Linked DNA regions of Anser cygnoides: region 2 is linked to region 1. Evidence: chromatin contacts called from public Hi-C data. All regions are on one chromosome and are shown on one strand. The core of a region is the stretch at or near the end of the contact, and the rest is flanking DNA. Distances in the headings are between cores, read along the strand shown. Region 1 holds the start of STARD6 (StAR related lipid transfer domain containing 6). Region 2 holds the start of TXNL1 (thioredoxin like 1).

Region 1 (3,048 bases), core at 70-2,569:
TTCTAGAGCCTCAGATGCAGAGCTGTAAAGCTTGTCCTTGTATTGAATCAAACTGTTTGAGCACGAATTGCTGCTGCCAGTGCTTGTTAGAAGAAAAGATACTGTTGAATCAGGAGAGGAGACGCTGTGTTTTTTATTAAGCTGGTCATGGTTTTTATCCAGATTTCTATTAGAATCTTCACTCATTTTTTAATCAGTCTAAATGGAAAAAGAAAGCCCAAGTGACCATCTGCACTGAAACACGTTCTCAAACCGTAATGGATCTAAGATTTTCTTTTTTTAGTTATGTAAAATGTCAGTAATTTTTAGGAAAATAATATTTAGCTATTCAACTTCCTGCTTTTCAAGTAAGTTAGTCGTACATATGCGTCACGCCTAGAAAAGCAAAAGGCAGAAAATAAAGCCTCGGGGGAAAAAAAAAAAAAAGATAATAGGGAAAACTTCTTGTATACTGAAGCTTTAGCGGAACATAGAGCTAAGAGGATGGCAAGGAAATCCAGCTCCTCGCTAGTTCCCAAGGGCCCTCAGCATCCAGCTTTTGCAAGAACTGTGCTTCATGTTGCTGACATTCAGCAAAGAAATGCAGGAATATCATAACCTTTTATTTCAGAACCAGCACAACGGTGGTACTCATGGAAAACAATAGAAGTAGCCTAGTATAAAGAAGAAAAAAAGCTGAATGTAACTGAAGTAGAAATGTATTACTCCTATAGATTGTTTCACACAGCCAGATGTACACATATACTGATATAATTTTACAGGCCACAACAGGAACTGACAGAGCATCGGAGTGCTTAAGATTTCCCCAATCTACACCATTTAGTCACTGCTATCCAAGCTGACTTTGTAACCCCCCAAACCATGGACTGAAGTGCAGGCTGGTTCCAAACCCCGCAACCAAGACCGAAACTTCCTTGTAAGTATCATTCCTGCGAGCAAAAGCCCGTTTGAAAAGCACGTTAGCGTGTTAGAAGGAAACAGACGCTGCGACAAGGCACAGGAATTAGTAACTTTATTACGCAGAGCACCACAAGCACACGCCGATCACCAAGATTTACACGGAAAGGAGTAGCGGGGCCCTGCAGCAGGGCCGGTGGAGGCCTCCCGGGGCTTCTTCCCCAAAAAATACCGCCGGTGCCCCTGCCAAGCCCGGGACAAGCAGCCCCGCCGGCCGGAGCCGAGCCCCTCGCACACCGCGGGGCCGCGCAGCCCCCTCAGCGCCGAGCGCACCCGCACAAAATGGCGGCGGGCAGGCGCGGCCCCATGGGAGTTGTAGTCCGAGGCGGGCGGCGGGGCGGCGGGGCGGGGCGGGCTGGGACTACAGCTCCCGGCATGCCCCGGGGCGGGGCCGAGCGCGGCCGTGAGGCGGGTGAGGTGAGGCGTGAGGAGAGCCCGGGGGGGACGGGTGTGAGGAGGGAAGGAGGCGAGGGAAGGAGGCGAGGCGGAGCGGGCTGCGAGGCGTCCTGGCAGCTCCGGATCCCCGTGTGGTGAGCTCCGTGACGAGGGGGACACCCGACCTGTGGTGACAACGGGTTTGGTGGCAGCGAGGTGCGGGCTGGGCGCTGGAATTGATGCGAAAGTCCCACCCCGAGCCCCGGTCATCAGGAGTCCGGGCTGGGAAACGGTTGTATGATGTCGTTTTAATAAACGACTGGCTTCGTTTCTGAATTGGAATACGATGGCCAAGAAGTTCATCTGATAGGAACGCTCAAGGTTTATTAAAGCCTTCGGAAAGAATAGACAAGCGAGCCCTTACTGCCCTTCAGGGAATGCTTTTATTGCATGCCAACAAGTTGCTTTTACGTTTTTGCAGATAAATGGACTATAAGAAAATCACGGATGAAATTTCAGAAAAAATCTTATCGTACAGCCAGGATACTTCAGGATGGAGGGTGATAAAAGTTTCGGTAAGTGAATACTAGTTAATACTGTTTATGAAGTTATCCTTATTAAACACATTTTGTTGCAGAAAGTGTTTAAAACTTTGTTTTGCTTTAAAAAACTAGCAACTGATGGAAGGTAGTCTACTAACTTTTTATTTTCTTTTTCTCATTTTGAGAAAAATGTTACAGTTTCTTCAAAGCCTTCAAAAGAGTATGCGGGAAATATGTAAGTATTTGCATTTTGTTTGTCATTGTAACGAACGCCAACATCTGTCTCGAGCAGTGACGCCCAGATCTAAACAGTGACACCCAAGATCTAAATGGAAAAACTGATCGTGTTCTGTCCCTCAGGGATGTGTTTAGTCTTGTTAACTGCAGAGATTTTGCACTATAGTTGCCCTGAGTCAGCAGTAGCGCTGGAATAGAAGAGATGCATTTCCCAAACGATTTTAAATGTGCTATGGAAATTAAATATTCTATAGCAGTAATTAATATAGGATAAGTAGACACCTATTACTACCTTTTAGCCTGAAGTTGGAAGCTGTTCCTGGTGGAATATCCTGTTCATGCCGTTATACCTATCAGCAGGAGTTCCCTTTTCTCATCTTCACACTCGTGAAATCACTGATACACATGTAAACACACTAAAGCTCTCACGCTGCTTTACCTGTGCCTTTTTCTTTCTGGCACTTGAAAAGGAGTTTGCTGTACTGGGAAGAAGAGGGTCTTTTAGTCTCTGAAGCAGCAGCAGCATCTGTCCATCCTTCTTTTGAGCTATGACTTCAGTGCTGTTGTTGAGCTGGATTTGGCCCAGAGGGTGGAATTAGGGGAGGTGGAGTAACCTGATCATATAACTTGCTGACGCTGATGGAGTAGACTGTGCTTTTTTACATTCATCCTTTCTGCTTCCTTACCCCTCTCCAAGCTCTGCAGTCCTTCCCATTTATGCTGGCTGTGGCACTCAACTGATGGCTGAGACAGATCATTGAAACAGGGAGAAAAGAAATCTCACTGAAGAGAAGCATGCGAAAGGGGAGTAAAAGGACACTTACGGTGTGTCCTTAGCTTTTTTTTTAATGCCTAATGGGTATTAAATTATATTAAATGTCAGTTTAGACAAAGAAGCAGTAGGGACAATATGAATCCAATTATTTTTATTCAAATT
Region 2 (3,052 bases), core at 553-3,052, 550 kb before region 1:
CCCCGCACCCCCCGGGGGCTGCGAAGCCCGCCCCGGCCCCGGCCCCGGCCCCGGCCCCGGCGGTGCCCGCCCCGCAGCGCCCGCGGAGCAGCCCCGCCGGACGGGGGGGGCCGGCGGGGGGGTGCCGGCGGCCCCGCACTCACCTGCGCGGCGGGGGCGGCGGCGGCTCCCGGGGCCCGGCCCGGCCCGGCCCGGCGCGGCGAGCGGCTGTCGCAAAGCGGCGCCTGACGGCAGCCCCGCCGGCCCCGCGCCATGGAGACGGGGCGGGACCGGGCCGGGCAGCCGCCGAGCGCCGCCCAAACGAGGGCTGATTTTGGATTAAAGGCCCGCTGGGGGAAGTCCTTCGGCTGGTTCACAGCTTTCAGCTGAAACGGTGCGGAGGTCTCAGGGACGGCAACCTGCGTGTGCCGGATTTGCCTTCTGAACCTCTCAATGGACCGAGCTAAGGAGGGGTGGTGGGCCACCGATGTTACTTCTTCGTTTTCTTTGCAAGTGAAACAGCACTTCTTGCTGTCAGGCCTTCCGTAGGTGTAATGGTCCTTAGCCGCACACAAATTCATCGGGTGTGCTGAAGCTGCAGTGACGGCTTTCTTTTTTCCTGTCAGCAACTTAGCAATGCACATCGGTACCTCACAACTGTTAGGATAGAAAGGGAAAAACTATTATTTCTGCAGTTGAAACGAGAGAGAACGCTTTCTCTTGTCCAGAAGCCATTAAAATAGTGAAATCAGTTCACAACTTGTTTTACTGTGTGTTGGCACGTCCTGTTAACTATTTGGGGACGTTGTATCGAGATGTTCCATACCCCCAGTTCCCTATAATTGATGGGTAAAGACGAAGCAACTCTAAATTTTTCTTGGTGTTGAATTAGTAACCAATTCCAGTTCAACTGTTGCGTATAAACATTTGAACAAACCCTAATACTGTGTTGGTATATTTTTATGAGAAAAGTAATGCCGAGATCCACTGATCTATCTCCATAGAGATATGAAAATTACATACAACCACGAGACGCCTGGCAAGCGGGGCTAGGTGCCCTGTCATCCAAGAAGAACAGACGCCTGTCTGGAACAGCAGCCTGCTTACAACGTGAATTATTTTCAGCTGGGAGAGTGGCGATTCTCCAGTTGTCCGGTAATAATAAATTCCTGAGGGCAATGCTGGTCAAAGTCATGCCACTTTATATCACAAGGTTAAGCAGGAAAACAGGAAAAATTACAGGATTGCTTTATCCTAGCTATTGTAAAAGGCTCGAGTGCGTTTTGCGTTACAGAAAATATTAAGCTTTCCTAAGGTGTAAGTAAAAATGCTGAACACAATCATTCTGTGACTTTAAACATGCCACTTTTTTTCACCAACACACATTAACGAGATGGCTCAGGCAGACCTCAAGTGTGTGTAAATGCCTGACGGGGGTTACAACGTGTGTAAATGCGCAGTGCCCAGCGGCAGGATGAGCGCACCGGGCACAAACATGAGGACGAGGCACAGCGGGTTGCGGTGTCCTCGTGCTCCACGCGTGCTGGTGGATGGGTCCCACAGGCGCTGGCACCCACGGGTGCTGATGCCCCGGGGCCCAGGGGTGGTTTTGTGGCAGGTATGTGCGTTTCTTTGCGGATTTGTGCCCCTGGGGCTGGGGGCCCGCAGCCCAGCAGGTGCCGATGCTGGGGCGCTGAGCCCTATTGGCTCTGCCCCAAACCAAGATGGCCGCCCCCGCTTCGCGCCTGCCCCAAGCTAAAATGGCGGCGGCGCCTCCCGGCGGCCCCACCGGGCCGGGGCGGGGCGCGCGTGCGCGGTGCGTGCGGGGCGCGGTGCATGCCGGGCGCGCGGCGCGGCGTGACGCTGCAGATCGCGGTCCGGGGCCGCCGCCCGCCATGGGGGGCGTGAAGGCGATCGCCAACGACGCCGAGTTCCAGCCCGAGCTCAGCGCCGCCGGCTCCCGGCTCGCCGTCGTCAAGTTCACCATGCGGGGGTGAGTCCGGCCGGGCCGCGCGGGAGGCGGCCGGGGTCACCGAGCGCCGGGGGAGCCCGCCCGGGTCCGTGCTGCCGGTGCGCAGCGCCCCTCGGTCTCCTCAGGGCCCCGCTCGCGCTGCCTGCGCTCCCGCTCCGCCTCCCGGCCGTGCCCGGCGCCCCGGCGGCCGTCCCGTCCCGTCCCGTCCCCAGAGCCGTGGGTGCAGCGCCGGGAGCGGCGCTGGGCACGGGAGGGCCCGGAGCCGGTGGCTGCGTGTCAGCGGGCGCTGCGGGGCGTGCCGGTGACACACCCGGCGCCCGGCCGCTGCCGCTTGGCGCCCCTTCGGTCAGTCGGCTTCACCCGCGGGTGGCGGGGAGCTCGCTCACACGCCTTGCACAACTGCCCACGAAAACGTTTTGGCTACAGACGAGCTGTGGTGAGGTTAACGGCGTGGTGCGTCCCGTTTACGAACACCTGCAGGTCTGCCTTGCACAGCCGTGGATCCCTGTCCTCTCTCAGATGAGAATGAGAAGGGTGAAGCGGATCTTACTGGTGCTGGTTTAAAGCTGTGCGTGTCGGCAGACTCACACTGACACTGCAGGGCTCTCTGCTTTAGATATGTCACATGTTGGTATGCTGCTGTGGGAGTTTTCTGCTGTTTTGCCTTTTAATCACTTTTTTCACAACAAGCAAAGTTGTAAGAATATTGCTTTGTCGGAATAGCTGTGTATGTGCACTTTGTATATGCCAGTAAAGCTATCATCATTAACAGATATGTATTTTCAACCAAGCTGATAGAGCTACGTTGGTGGTAACGTGCTACAGTTATAGTAAATGAAATTTATCACAGTAACAATTATGTGATTACTGCTAAGGCTTTAATATACCGTTATTGGTAAATATTTCAAGTCCCATGTAGAGACCTTACTGTAGACTTCTGTTACAGCTGGTAACGGGAATTGCTGGTACTAGTCTTCTATTAAGAGTATGTTTTGCTGTATCAGGAAAAGCAGTTAAGTCTTTGCACCCCCCCCAAAAGTGCCTTTACTTAGGAGTATTTTACTCTGCAGCAAAAGGTGCTGGAGCTAAACAGATTAGATG

What was found. Hi-C and Micro-C count contacts between places; a contact is called where the count stands out from the background.
Region 2: a contact with region 1 is called in a Hi-C map of granulosa cells, with 2.1 times the contacts expected there. The contact joins the promoter of TXNL1 here to the promoter of STARD6 in region 1. A contact is called at or near these places in 2 of 7 Hi-C or Micro-C datasets (granulosa cells and liver).

The regions. Positions count from the first base shown.
Region 1 is chrZ:60,774,396-60,777,443 of Taihu_goose_T2T_genome, reverse strand. STARD6 (StAR related lipid transfer domain containing 6) reads left to right here and starts at 1,319. Exons shown (of 7, transcript XM_048079778.2): 1 at 1,319-1,374; 2 at 1,814-1,907; 3 at 2,060-2,109. The coding sequence starts at 1,818. It overlaps CZH18orf54 (chromosome Z C18orf54 homolog), which reads right to left and starts at 1,261. Exons shown (of 8, transcript XM_066988996.1): 1 at 1,059-1,261; 2 at 1-198. The coding sequence starts at 186. It overlaps LOC136789146 (a long non-coding RNA gene), which reads left to right and starts at 2,116. Exons shown (of 2, transcript XR_010827968.1): 1 at 2,116-2,936. It overlaps POLI (DNA polymerase iota), which reads right to left. Exons shown (of 13, transcript XR_010827961.1): 13 at 3,021-3,048.
Region 2 is chrZ:61,327,659-61,330,710 of Taihu_goose_T2T_genome, reverse strand. TXNL1 (thioredoxin like 1) reads left to right here and starts at 1,802. Exons shown (of 9, transcript XM_066988932.1): 1 at 1,802-1,972. The coding sequence starts at 1,875. It overlaps WDR7 (WD repeat domain 7), which reads right to left and starts at 358. Exons shown (of 27, transcript XR_010827948.1): 1 at 144-358.